Linked DNA regions of Rattus norvegicus: region 2 is linked to region 1. A link is a contact called in public Hi-C data. All regions are on one chromosome and are shown on one strand. Each heading gives the region's core, a stretch centred on a gene start, on an enhancer-like site or on the middle of the called end of the contact. The rest is flanking DNA. Distances are from core to core; before and after follow the strand shown. Region 1 has its middle 120 kb from the start of Usp25. Region 2 overlaps LOC103693508 (a long non-coding RNA gene).

Evidence for each region. Hi-C and Micro-C count contacts between places; a contact is called where the count stands out from the background.
Region 2: a Hi-C map of psoas muscle shows a contact between it and region 1, with 2.8 times the contacts expected there. The contact joins two enhancer-like sites. A contact is called at or near these places in 2 of 12 Hi-C or Micro-C datasets (Schwann cells and psoas muscle) and 1 of 1 datasets of contacts at active chromatin or transcription factors (oligodendrocytes).

Annotation. Positions count from the first base shown.
Region 1 is chr11:29,207,401-29,214,801 of GRCr8, reverse strand. No RefSeq gene overlaps it. Among named protein-coding and RNA genes, the nearest start is that of Usp25, 120 kb to the right of the region's middle. Within about 2 kb of position 3,216, at least 3 of the 93 cell types and tissues checked have an H3K27ac peak or open chromatin away from gene starts, as enhancers often do.
Region 2 is chr11:29,678,755-29,686,155 of GRCr8, reverse strand. It overlaps LOC103693508 (a long non-coding RNA gene), which reads right to left. Exons shown (of 9, transcript XR_010056223.1): 6 at 2,886-7,401; 7 at 2,094-2,732; 8 at 1-479. Among named protein-coding and RNA genes, the nearest start is that of Mir99a, 4.9 kb to the left of the region's middle. Within about 2 kb of position 2,640, at least 58 of the 93 cell types and tissues checked have an H3K27ac peak or open chromatin away from gene starts, as enhancers often do.

The DNA.
Region 1 (7,401 bases), core at 1,967-4,466:
TGAAGTTACTAGAGTGGAAAGCCATTCCCTATCATCTCAACTATAGAGGTCGACAGAATCCTGATCATATTTAAAGCTATTAAGGATCATAGCACATATTTAAAATTAACTCTTTCATACCATCTCCATACAAATGTATGTTCTTTCCCTTGTTTGGTACAGAATTCATTAAAATTTTCAGAGCTTTCTTTCATAACTTCTGAGATTTATAGTTACTTGAAAGTAAGGGACATACAGGCTGTCCAACCTAGGTGCAAATGAAAATGTATGCAGATCTTACGCAGTTGGCAGGAGACATGGAGAACTAGGCTCAGAAGAGCCCCAAGAAGATCTTCTCTGGAGCTCTAGGATGCAGGCACTGTTGGATTCCTCTCCTAAGGAACTGCAGGAAGTAAGGGGCTGCTGGAAACATTCCTTCATCCTTTCCTCCTTCCACTCAAAATACATTATCCTCAGAGGGGTAGCCCAGTTTCTTTAGCTCAGATCATATTACCAATCGTTTAGCAGAGAGCAAAGATTCATGGATTCCCTGTCTCACTGACAGGTATCAAGACATTGTTAAAGCAGAACTAAAAGTTCCCCCAACATCAAAAGCTTTTCCAATACATAAACCATTTACATCAAACTGTCATACTGTACATACGATGAAGTGTCTAAGTAGACTATAGTATACACATAGACAATATATTTTGGGTATGTATGTTTAAAAAAGGAATGTATGACTCTCCCAAAGACTAAAAAGACACATTTTGAGTAATAGTCCGCTGAGTTTTTTATGGAAGACTACTATGAACACTGTCCCATCTGTCTTAGTTAGGGTTTGTATTCCTGCATAAAACATCATGACCAAGAATCAACTTGGAGAGGAAAGGGTTTTATTCAGCTTACTTTTCCACATTGTTCATCACCAAAGGAACTCAGTACAGAAGCTCACACAGGTTAGAAACTTGGAAGTGGGAGCTAATGCAGAGGCCATGTAGGAATGCTGCTTACTGGCTTGCTTCCCCTGGCTTGCTCAGCTTGCTTTCTTATAGAACCCAGGACCACCAGCCCAGGGATGGTATCACCCACATGGGCCCTCCCACTCTAGATCACTAATTGAGAAAATGCCTGACAGTTGGATCTCATGGAGGCATTTCCTCAAGGAAGGCTCCTTTCTCTGTGATAGCTCCAGCTTGTGTCAAGTTGACTCACACAACCAGCCAGTACACCATCATACCAAAACTATCAGGCACAGTAATATGCCGACTACTAAAATGCACCCCACTTCCAGCATAAGAGGAGAGGAGGTCCTGCAGTCTGTTTCTATCCTTTAACCACTTTACACACTCAAAAACTCATTTGGATTATCTTCATAACTCACTGTCTGAGTCATTGGTTTTCTGTGGCTTTGTGCAAATAATCACAATCCTGGCGCCTTCCAACAACTGAATTGTTTTCTTAGTCAGTGCCTGTATTCCATTGATTGAGGTACTTCAGGATAAGTCTTCAATATCAGTTAGATGTAGTGCAACTAATCAACTAGCCATGGATACTGGGTTTTAGCTTTGAGGTATAGTAAAAGGAGGAACAAAAACCAAGCTAACAGGCACAGAGAAAGCCCAGAATCTTACAGCACTACCAACACTAGCAAGCAATAATGAATGTTGAGAGCAGAAGAAATAGCCAAGGGAAGGGCACATCAATTGCTTATCAAATATCAAATGGGGGACACCAAGAACATACATAAAGTAGTATTGCACAGACTGGGATGTTGTGTTTATGTATTTAGGAACACATATGTGTATGTGTATGTATGTGGGTATATATGTATGCATGCATGCGTGTATCGACAACTAATGAAAAGAAGCCATGTATTTGAAAGAGAAGTAGTAAGGATAGGTGGGTTTGTATGGAAGAAATGATATAATTTTAAAATCTCAATAAATGAAAAAGAATTTTCAAAAGGAAGGTTGATATTTTTATATACCAGAGACCACCAGAATTTAGAATAAAATGCACTTTCTTGAGAAATGGTTCTTCAAGTTACTGTATATGCAGATGTAGTAAAGGGGACAACGTTCTTGAGTAACAGCAAACTTCCTGTGTTCTGTCAGGCTGTGCCACGCTCCTTGATCTTCTCAAGGACAGTGATGTTCAACATCTGCTCAAGTTGGGTAAGATGTCCGTGCAAGTTTAAAATAAACAACTTTGATTTAGAGTTACCTCAGTTTAATTTCTAGTTATCAGAGAAAAATGCAAAGGGAATGGGGTTTTTACTTCTCTACTGAGCCTTATCCAGGAGGGAAGTACAATTTTGCCATAAGCACCCTGCTAAAGAGCAGGGCATAGACAGAGAGCACGCCCTTTCTGGCTCCGGACTCCTGACGGCTCACAAGCACCAAGTTATCTAACAATAGCTTTCCCACTGCAACTACTTCCTGGCTGTAGTATTAGAAGGTAATGGTTTAAATTGTATCATATTTATTCAACATTTACTATACACTTTTGCTGATTTGAAAACAAGCATATTGCTGGCCACAAAACCTACATTCATGCACTGATCTTACCATGGAAGGTTATATAATCAAGTCTTGGAGATACCAAAACACTGAAATGTCTCATGGAGTATTGGGAGTCATCCTTGGACAGAGGTTTTGAGAACAACTATGTGAGCACACACAGTGGATTGCCAAATGCAATCCAAAGGGCTTCGGCAGTAGTAGGTTTTGAATTTTACATCTACACTCCGCTGAGCTAGATAGAGTAGAATTGCAGCGCGGTCAATCATTGCCAGTGAAGACACTTGAAAAACAAAACCTGGAAAAAAATCTACAATCAAAAGAGCTGTTACACTAGTAAGAGCAGCGGGTTTGCCACAGCTGATTTGTATCCAGGATAGGTACAGTGTCTTGGTAACTACAGCTAAGAGACATGGGCACAAAACCAGGGTGGAAAATTGTCTAACACCGTTAACCCTTTTGGTCATCTTGTTCTGTTGACTAAGCAATTCGTTTTTTATAACTCTTGAGAATAAAGGAGAGAGAGAAAACATATACATATATATTCTATAACTTTGATAAAAATGTAAATTAAATAAGTATACACAGAATTTAAATGTTCATGGTCTCACAACATGAAAACAAAACTACTTTTGAGACTAAAACACACACATTTGAGCAGGATAGGAATTCTGTCTTGCAATCTTATTTTACTGCGTAAGTTCTCAAATGCAGGGTTATGACACCACCTACTGGGAATTGAGAAGAAAACAGTTCAGCCATCTAAACATAGCTAGTCTCTTCCTTGAACTAGAAGCATTTTAACAGTTATTATAGAGAAATTTAAAGAATGACAACATTCATGATGACAATGGCTGAAGACAACAAGTAGCAACAGATTGCCATCACTAAATATACCCCTCATTCTTTTTGCTGCCCCCTTATTTTGGTTTTCTCTTCTGTTGTTTGATGGGGAGAAGAGAGCATTTTAGTTCTCCTTTTAGGACATAGTCCTTATTAGAACACAGTCAGGTTTTTCCTCTGACATTGAAAACAGTTTCCTTTTCCCCCAGTACAGTGATGGATTGGCCCTGTTTGAACATTTTCTCTAGTGTGTGAGGCATCTTGCTTTCTTGCTGTGTGGTCAGCAATCCTGTTATAACCACCTCTTCGGTACTCTCTGAACTGCTGAACCCACTCCATCACGCCTCTGTGGTCCCCATCTAGGTTTAGCAGTATCTTTCACCTCACTGCTCTTACTTAAGGGTGTCTCAAAGGTGACTGTTCCTCCATTTGAGAAAAAATTGTCCCTTAAAGTAACATATCAGATCTTACCTCCTTCATTTGCCACTCTGTATTTTGTGGGTTTCCTACCAACACAGACCTTTTCTTTTTGGGTTAGTGTAACCACACCATTTCTCCCTTTCCTACCCATAAATCCCTCCCCTTCTTGCTCTCTTTCAAATCCTGGCTTCTTTTTTCATTAATGGATATTACATACATGTATGTATATACATAATATGTATTCCTAAATATAACCTGCTCAGTCTGTATGTTACTTGTATATGTTTTCAGGGCTTACAATTTGCTTTTGGATAATCAATTGATGTGTTCTTTTCTGGGGAAGACTGCTTCATCCACTCTGAGCATTCCTGTTTGTCTGTAGTTCTTTGTGTAGGGGCCTTTAATGCCCTCAGACTCAGTTCTGGCCCTCTGCGTCTCTGTATCATCATATTAAGTTACAGCAAATGTGGTCAGAGCTTCACAGAGCTAAGGCCTCTCATCTACTCCCCAAATTGGCAGTGCCCATTGAAAGCATGTAAACCAAACTTTTAAAATGAAATCACATACTGGAAGCAATCCCAAAGGACTCTGGATATCCCTTTCAAATCACACATCACACTTAAATGGAACCATTTCTTGAAATAGTTGGTCATCTTTATCCACCTTCTATTTTTAATTTAGTTTAACCATCTGTGAGTGCCTTCTTGTAATTTGGCTTTGACTTGGATTTTGGAACATTTAATACATGAAACCATACTGGGTACAAAACTGTCTGGCATCATTCATTCATGATTTATTCCCATTGATATAAGTGGCTTCAGTTGGCATGCTTTTAGCTCTGGGTAAGAATCCACTGCATGCATATGGTGTAATTTGTCAGTTTACTGCTGACAGATGTAGGTTGTGTCCAGATTTGAAAACTCCCACCCGGAAGTCCCGACGACTCACCCAGTGATTGGCTCCTTGAAATCTTTATTCATCAGGGGAAAGTTCTGCCACAGTTGCTAGTACATCATTCAGGAGTTCCTATGTATTCTTCTATAGTCCATATAGTCAATATAATTGACACACATATATGACTCAGTTTATATGTACAAAAAAATCTTAGAAATAATATTCTCTGCTATCTAAGTCACAACCTGAGAACATCTCAAGGAACACAGCCTAAGGATCTTACCCAACTGTACCTTTCACAGTTTTGTTAGCTGGACCCAGTCCTCCTGTATCTTGCAGATGTCTTCACTGAGCACATACTCCTCTAAGTTCCTGATGTGCAGCAGCTCTTTCTGTTGCTGCTCTGCCATGCTGCGGACTGTGCTCAGTGCTTTGTTCACAGAAGCACACATTTCTGCTGAGTCACAGCCCCAGCTCTAGGGACTTTTTGTCTTACCTGCTGCTGCATAGATGCCTCAGCAGTTAACGCCTCATGGTGTTCTTGAAGAAGCAACACATTTGCCTCACAACTGCCTGCAACTTCAGCTCCAGGGGATCTGACACCCCCTTCTGGAATATGTGTGTGCATGCACACATACACAAATCAAAAACAGCATCTTTTGAAAATATCTTTCCGGATCGATTTTGCATGTGAAGAAATTAAATATGCTCTAAGGTCTTACTATTACACTACCGTCTAAAAGATGTCAGATGACATCTGACCGAGAAGAGTTCCTGTCACAGATATAAACTCAGAGCTGGATGCAAATACACAGACAGCTCTTTTCTCACCAACACGGAGGATGGTTCAAAGTTGCAATACTTGAGAGTAGAGAGGACCAGGATATAAGAAAAATTACCTAAAATTTCAGGTCAGAGAATTATATGACTACCATGAAAAATAATTTCCATCAATTTTTTTAAATAAATAACCTGTTAGTCCTTGCTTGTCTAATGTTTCAGTTAATTTTATGTATTTTTCCAGCAAGGCAGGGACAGAATAATTTTCAAGACTTACTATAAGGACGGGGGACAATTGTCATTACCGTGTTTTCACGGTGTCTCAGGCTTTGATTTAACTACACGAGCCTCTCCAAGATTAGTCAGGCAAAGAGCTACAGCTCACTTAAAATAGGTTATCTGTGCTAGCATAAATGCTGGCACGTTTTAAATTAATATAATAATTAGTTAACTAAAGATAACTAATATAATAATAAATATTTTCATTTTATTTCTAAGATGATGAATATCAACAAAACTAAAGGTGATGACTTTTGAGTATGAAAAAAAATGTGAGGCCACAAAGGTAAATACTTATCTACGCCAGAACACTTGGAAATTTACAGTTAGGCATCTGTTCTTTTTCTTCCTTTCCTCTCCCTCCCTCCTTTTCTGCCTCACTCCCTTTCTACTTCCCTTTCTCCATTCTCCTCTGGAAAAGTCAGAAAAGCATTCCAACACAAGACTTACCTAAAGGATGGTAAAAGAGCCTTGAGAACTCTGCCAGGAAACACAGGACACAAAGAGAAAACAAAGTGAAATTTTTGACTAGGATCTGGAGGTAGAGAAGCACCCATTACTTCTGTGTGTCTCAAGTCCTGATGCCACAGACCATGACTTCCATCACAGGGCTAGCATGGCCTTTATTTGAAGGAAGATTAAATCATGTTCATGTTCTCTGATACCTAAAACGTATCCCAGAAAATCCCAGTGGAAGATGGGTATCAAAGGAGAGTATACTGGGAGCGAAGTCTAAACTATTAGACATGAAAATGTGTAATCACAATATTTTAAATCAATGCTAAAACATTAAATAATAGTAATACGATTAGCTATGGTAGTTGTTCAGGCAAGAAGACAAATGGAGCTGGTGCGCTTATAAATATGAAATTTACTTTAGAAATTGTACTATGAAATTTAACATAGAAATGCTTAAAGACATTGAATTGCCAAATGCATTAAAGATAGACACAAAATGAAATTACAAAATATTAGGAGACATACTGATACTTTTTATAGTTCTGTCCAGGGAAAATTCATTCTCAACAATTGTCCCCCATCTTTATAGTAAGTCCTGAAAATTATTCTGTCCCTGCCTTTCCAGAAAAATACATAAAATTAACAGAAGCATTAGTCATTTCCAAAGGCTGGAAGTGTAAAAGAGATCAACAGATTTAATTACACAGAAAGGGAGGCAGATAGAAAGAGGCAATGAGGAAGCTTACAGTGACTGTTGTAACGACTGCTTGCAGTGTAAAATAAATAATTAATGATTCCTAAAATGTTCCTCTGCAAATAAACATGAACAACTGAGAGAAGAAAACAGTGAGCAGTGAGGTACTAATGTATTCGAGTACTGTCACGAGACATCAGAACTTTTGTGCATTATTGGAAAATATTGAATACCAATAGAATTGTGTGTTATTCTAACTTGTGAAAGAAATTGTCCCCATGATGCTGTGGGTAACTGTGAAAAATAGAACAGAAGCACTCGTGTAGTCTATACGTTGTGATTTATACACAAGTCACACATTTAGAAACGAACAAGACAAATAGACCAGAAGCAGACACACACACATCAACTTTCATCACGTCATATATATATATATATATATATATACATATATGTATGTATATATATGTGTGTGTGTATACATATCAGCATATTCTGCATATTAGATGCAGTACATCAGTAAGAGGCAGA
Region 2 (7,401 bases), core at 1,391-3,890, 470 kb before region 1:
TACAAAGTATACTTTGGCTTTATTGACTGACTAGATACATGAAAAAAATTAAAAAGCAAACTATGAGTTTATACCTTTCTCCCAGATTTTACTTCCCTTTATATGATATAGCCACTGAGAACATATTTTTCTTTTCATTAAATAGCTTCTTATTCAAACATCTTGTACCTATATTGTACAAGATGTAAAAATCAGCATACACATATGTCCTCAGAATGATGGAAAATGGACATTGATCAGAAAGCCAAACAAAAGGATGACAAAGACAATCATTACTGTAAACCCTGGAAGGAAAGGCACCCATAAAATTCCAATAGGAATAGCTTCCTAAAGGGAAGGACAATTTCTTATATACCAAACATAGACATGATAACATTCTAGATTAATTACACTTTAAACTTGCGCCTTTTTGTTTTACCTGAGATGATTTTCTCCTGTGGTCATTTTCTTCTCTTCTCATATGCACTTTAAATGTTCCCCTAAAACAACCACAAAAGGAAAATATCAGACAACTGCCACCTACAAGGATCATCTGTGTAGATTGCGAGCAAGGGAAGGAGGTGGCCGGGAAGAGAGCACAATGTCAAAATGGGGAAAACCCTTCAAAAGTCTTTTTCTTAAGGCTTGGCAGAGTCGGAGGGCCCCACCCCGGGATACTCATATGACACAGAAGTGCTTTCACAGTTTGCAGCTACATGTTCCTTCTGGTTGGTGTTGCTTTCACAGGAAGAGTTCTGAAAGTGAAAGGATGTAGCTCTTACGGAAGCGACTAGGTCCTTCACAATGAAGGGGTGAAAGCTGAAAAGACCTTTGGTGTTGGCATGGAGCTTAATAAGATAATTAAGAGTGCGGAGATTAATGGCTCCTAAAATAACATTCAAAATAATGTTTTTTTAACTAAAGGATCACGAAACATGAAAACATGTTTATCAATATTAATTAAGCCTTTGAAAGTTGGCTTTCCACTAACAACGGAGGAAGAACAGCCAATCTGCAAATAATTAGTGAATAAGCAATAAAGTCAATAAAACATTGCTTCAAAATGTTATCTGTGTATAGGTCTGGGTCACGCTTGATTCTTTTTTCTACAATATAACCCAAAAGAAGACAGAATTGACCAGCTGTATAATATTTCCCTTTGTTTATCCTACATGTTTATGATATCATGAAATATAACTTTAAAACATAACAATTATGGTTACTTATCACAGATACTCTTATGTCAGTTCTTAGGATGAAAATTGTAATCTTGATTGATACACATTGTATATCCCAAAGCGTTTTTTTTTCCTTTTCAGAGATTTTCCTGCATGTTTAGAAACATTTAAAAAATTAAAAAAAGAATATATCATCTAGTCCTTCCCACTAAGAAAAAAAAACCTTGCATTTTGTTACAAGATGTTGAACTTGCTCAGCAATTTCCTTCTACAAATAGACAAAATAATTAGAATGCAATGTTTTCACCTGCCGAGCCAAAGAAACTCTGAACTTGAAGCAAGTTTGTACAGACTTTCCCCACCGCAGCAGTGAAGGGCAGCGTCCAACACTTCGCAACTGCTTTAGGGCAAATTCTTCTCCTTGTATTTTTAGAAGTAGAATTATTAAGAAACAAGCTACTTTTTACATCGCAATGGAGAATACATACACTCTTTTTATCCCCATTTCTCTTCTACTGCAACCAGTGTGAAAAAGTCAATTTATTTTTTTAGCAGTCTATGGATGCATTTCTGAAGCGAGATCTCTTCTTAGAATTGGAGAGATCCCTTCTTTTTCCATTTCAAATTAGGAGTCACAAAATAGGTTTTGCTTTCTGTACTACCGATTCCCAAGCCCACGAAATACATTACTGGACACAAAAATCAGAGATAACACACACCACAGTCTGCCTAAAACTTCTGTGCACAACCAAAGCAGGAGCTATATGTTTATCGTTTTCTAATTTTAGTTTAGTGTCTATGCTAATCACGATTAGAGTAAGAAAGCAAAAGAAAAAAGTAGAAAGTGGGTAATGAGTTAATGAGAATAAACTGAAACTGCAAGGACCCTGATCTATGTAACTGAAAGCATAAAAAGAAACAAAAAAAAAGTTATACCTGATATGAAAGTGCGGGTTCACCAAGTGCAATGTACTGCTCTTAGGCCATTGTTTTTGAAATAATAATAAGAATAAATAAATAAAAGCAAAGAAGGCTCATTGGATTGTGTTGTTTTCAAAGCTGCTTAACGAAGGCCGGTGTCTCAGGAGTTAGACAAACCAAAGTTTGCTTTTTTTTTCCTTTTGGTTTGTCTGTTTGTCTTGGTTTGCATTTTTGTTTGTTTTTGTTTTCACGCAGCCATATCTCATTATTATCAGTATTTTTCAGCACTCTTGCGAATACTGAGCAGCTCAGGTTTTTGTTTGGTTTGGGTTTTTATTTGCAGTTTCTTCAGGGCTCCTGGTATTTCTCAGAGAAGGAGGTCCAGAGGGCTTGTCTTCCTTCTCTTCCTTGTCCGTATTCCAGGCACAAAGCACTGCGCAGAATCTGCACCAATCGTTGCCATCCACTGGCAGCAGAATGGTAGAAGGTGGGAGAGACCCAGAAGCCTTCCAGGCTGTGCTGACTTGAGGAATGAGGTTTGCACACGTTCGTCTCCCGAAGCGAAGGGGTGGAAAGGCTGGGTGCCAGCTTGCTACTCGGCTACAATGATCTCATGCTCACTGCTCCGTAGTCCTGTTCGACCAGTTCAAACGCCTGTTCATTATAAACCAAATACATACATAAATAAATAACCCCAACTACTTGAATTCTTCAATAACCAAAAAAGGGGTATTAACATAAAATTTTTAAAAATCAGCAGTCAGAAAAGGTTAAAAAAGAGAAGGAAAAAGAAGAAAAAGCACATACAATTTTAGGATTCACTTGTTATGCCTCAATATTCTGTTATTATTTTCCTTTTCTCTCTCTCTTTCGAGATAAGCAGCAGAATTTATCAGGCGTGAAAGGGACAGCCTCCTGGTGGCCTGCCAAAAGCCCAGAATAAAGGCGAAGTTGTGCTTCAAAGCTCAGTTGCTTGCTGAGTCTGGCTAAAGTCAAGTATTAAGATCCACCATTTTCTGATCCTTGCTAGAAAAGAAGAAAAAAGTCAGGCCAGTTTGCTGCTTCCAAGTCTCCGTTGGCACCATCACAAAATCTCAGCCGTCAGGTCACATGATTCTCTGCCAAATGTAGAGTGAGCGCATTCCCATCAACCATTCTGCTGATACTGCGAAGGCAGCTATTGTCTCGTTTAGACCCAAAGTTCAGCCCACTCTTCATTGAATTAGCTGAAAAACGCATCACCTTTGGGGGCTGGGAGTCATGGAAACGTCTACCTGGCAAGCTGCCCACTTTTTCTGCCCATCAACCAGAGATGGGATTGTGCTGCTTAACGCAGTCATGACTTGGAATGTGAAGAGTCGTCCAAAGTGAATCTCATTCTTACAACGCCTGCTTCATTTGCACAGAAAACTCTGGCTCAGAGGAGAGAGGGAGAGAGGGAGGGAGAAAGGGAGGGAGGGAGAAAGGGAGGGAGGAAGGGAAGGAGGGGGAGGAGAGAGAGAGAGAGAGAGAGAGAGAGAGAGAGAGAGAGAGAGAACTACAAAAAATAGCAAATAAAGGTCTGAACATGCTTACTTTGCAACTTTATTTCTCAACGCAACCAAACGGTTCTCAGACGGGAAGACTGAATGCCCTGCCCCGAGAGTTTGCTTCATTAAAGGCATATCTAATGTTTTCTTTACTGTAAACGCAACAAACCTAGCACATTTGTTTTATTCTCCCTCTTTGAGACTTCGAAACAAAACCAGACCTCCCAGTTTTCCTCTTTGCATTTTTATTACTTTCTGATTTTTATCTAGCACCAATTTTGTACTACATGGCCACAATATCCACTAGCAACGGAGATGCATTATTGCCACCATCTCCAGCAAAGTGGTCCCCTGAGAGGCTGGGGTGTCTCTTCCAGCAGGCAAAACCCTGCAATTGGGTCTTGTGATAATCCCCATCACCACCTAGCACAGCTGCTATGCAAGTTTGCTGAGATTGACACATGAGAGAAGTGTTCTTTCTGTTCTCTTACTGACTGTGGGTTGCCTGTGCGGCATGAAAGATGCCTTTGAAAGATTCAGGGAGGATATCAACAGCTCTCAGGCAATAAAATGAACTCCCCCCACTTCCCGGTGGATTTCCATTCTAGCATGCAATGAGATTTCCCATGTACAAGCCTTTCCATACTTTCTATCTAAAGTGGAGTGAATTCAGTCTTCAAATAATTCCTTATGCAGAATGTAAAGCCAAGTAGCAAAGTAAGCATCGTTAACATTTTAGCCAAAGACACGGAGCACAATGCAGGAGACCTACATTTTCATATGCAAGTGAAAATTCTGTAGTGACTGTATATTACATTAAGTTGTGTTTGTAGTAAGTCAAAAGTTAAGTTCAGTGTCTTATCTGAGTCAGAGGTCCACATCCCTCTCCTGGAACGCACACATGTTAAATACTATTTGACAAATCAAATCATGACTTGCCTAAACATTAATTGTTGAAGTCAGAGAACTAGGAAACAGCCCACCGATGGATTTGAAGGTTATTATATTGTTCAAAGGTCGCTTTAGGAGCAGCAGGGGTGAATATCACATGCCCATAAGGGAAACATCATGGAACCCTACCTGTCTGTAATCGAAAACTGCATGCAGTTCTACACAGCAGAACTTGACCTTAAACATGTGCTGAAGTTTGCAGTGGCTTTTCTCCTAGACTGAAAAATTCTGGGCAACTTTTTGCGAGAGTCTTAACCACCAACCTAGAGAGTGTTGGGTGGAGAATTGTACAGTGCAAATTTAAAGGCCTTGTATCTTCAAGGTGCACAAAGTAGGTGACAGACGTGGAATGGGAAATTTAAATCACAGTGACTGTTCAGTTATTCAGCAGTTAAACATTTGTCTCCTAGGTTTTATAATAGGCATAGGGGAATCAAAATAAGCCAAGAGGATGAGACTCCCATGGGACGCCATTCAGTAACTACTTTGAAATGAGAAAAGGTCACTGTAAACAGTGAAGCTAGTACCTGGAGGAAATTTATTAGAGTGGAACTCTTCATGAAACAAGCAGAAAGAAATTGGTGGGCAGAAGAGAAAGGCATGTTAAATATGACTTATCATGGGAGGTGTTTCCTCAATCTGAAGTTTTCCCTTTCAGTGAAAACTCGTTAATAATTTTATGTTTAACTTCCGTAAGTAAACTGATGTAAAAGTTGCCTGGTGGCCTCCCAGTTCCAAATGAAAGGAACACAGAAAAAGAAAGAAGCAAACTTTTGTGTATAGGAACATGGAATAATTTTTTTTCTGAAAACCTCTACTAAATACCACCAATTTCCCTGAAGAATATGTATAAAACAGATAGAAGGAGACTGTGACAAGTTGAGACTATGTAGAGAAGAGAAGGCTGAAGACTCTGGCTCTGAGGACAGCCATGCTCCTCAGTCCCTTCACTTCTGCTCTGGCTGGTTTTTATTTGTTTGCTTATTTGTTATTATTTTAGTTGTTTGTTTGATGGGATCAGAAAAAACAGTGGCCCACAAGGATAGTAATTACTGGGACAATGTTGTTTTAATTTTTCTTTCCAGTTTGTCTTTTTCAAGACAGGATTTCTCTGTGTAGCCCTGGCTACCCTGGCACTCACTGTATAGGTCAGGCTGGTCTTGAACTCAGAGATCTGTTTGCCTCTGCCTCTAGAGTACTTGGAATTAAAGCCATGCACCACCATTGTCCAGCTAGGAAATTACTATTTTCTATAGTCAAACACCACAGAAGGAACTGTGGCTGCATTCTAATTCATGCTTACAAACGTCAGCTTGGGGATCAAAATGCTACCAAGATAAAGTAAGGAGTCTGGATGCCCTTTCTCCAACATCACGGGAATAGTATAAGACAAGTCTAAAGAAGAGTTAACGAAGGGGTTTGGGGGCTAGAGAAACAAACAAAATTTAACCATACAACACATACACATACTTTCGCGCTCACACACACACACACACACACACACACACACTCACTCTCACGGGCATACATACACACACACACACTCTCATGTTCATACACACACACACACACACACACACACACACACTCACACTCACACTCATACACACACAAAGATGCCATGGCAGAATGCATCAGATTTAGGCCAGCATTAAAAAGTAAATGAAATAAAAGCATATGCCTAGAAAACAAACCTCAAAACATGAACAATTGAAATAATACAGAAGGTGATGCATTTGTTTAAATATGTATTAGCTTTATAATCTGACTTTGCTATGGAGCTTAAGTTGATCACCAATTCCTAGTCCTCCTATTACTACTTTTTGATATAGGGGTTCCAAGAGTGCACTGCCACATCTAGATTTCACAAAGTGGGTTTTAAAAAATTTTTATTTATTTATTTAAATGGATTTATTTATTCATATATGTGTGTATTTGAATTTTTGTTACAACACATGCAAAATAGATATCAGTTGACTGAAAAGTAGAATGATATTTCCAAGTACTTTATAAGTACCGTGTGTGTTTAAGTATCGTATGGCTTACAGCTTAAGCAAGACAAACAAAAAGAAACCATAAAATATTAAGGGGAAAGAAGAAAAACTCAAAGTGGGGCATATAAAATTTTATGGGATACCTTTACAGTAGTGTTTGAAGGAAAATTAATTGCAATAAATGTATACATCGACAATACCTCAAGTCCATCCTCCAGACTCTAACCTCAAAACCCAAAACAGTAGTCTAATTAGAAATGGGAAAGAGACTTGAACATAAGCAAATGAATTTAAAAATGGAGGAAAAGGGAAAGTCAATGGAATATCATTTAGGTTCTTTTATGGTACTCCGAAGTCAACCGAAGTCCTGCAGTCCTGGACAGCCAGAAGATCCAGCCATCAGTATTATTACGGAAACAAGGGTGTCACCTCCAGATATCAAAAAATAGTAAGGAAAAATTACAAACCATATCAAGATGAATTGGACATGTGTTGAAATAGGTCAAGTCTTTTATAACATTTTACTTGTGTGCATGTGTGTGCGTGCGTGTGTGCCAGCTCAAACTTTATAAGTAGTCAAGGAGGACATTGAACTCCTGATCCTCCTGTCTTCTCCTTGAAAATGCGAGGATTATAAGAATTCACCTTGGGCTGGAGAGATGGCTCAGTGGTTAAGAGCACCCGACTGCTCTTCCAGAGGTCATGAGTTCAATTCCCAGCGACCACATGGTGGCTCACAACCATCTGTAAAGAGATCCGATTCCCTCTTCTGGTGTATCTGAAGACAGCTACAGTGTACTTATATATAATAAATGAATAAATCTTTAAAAAAAAAGAATTCACCAGCAC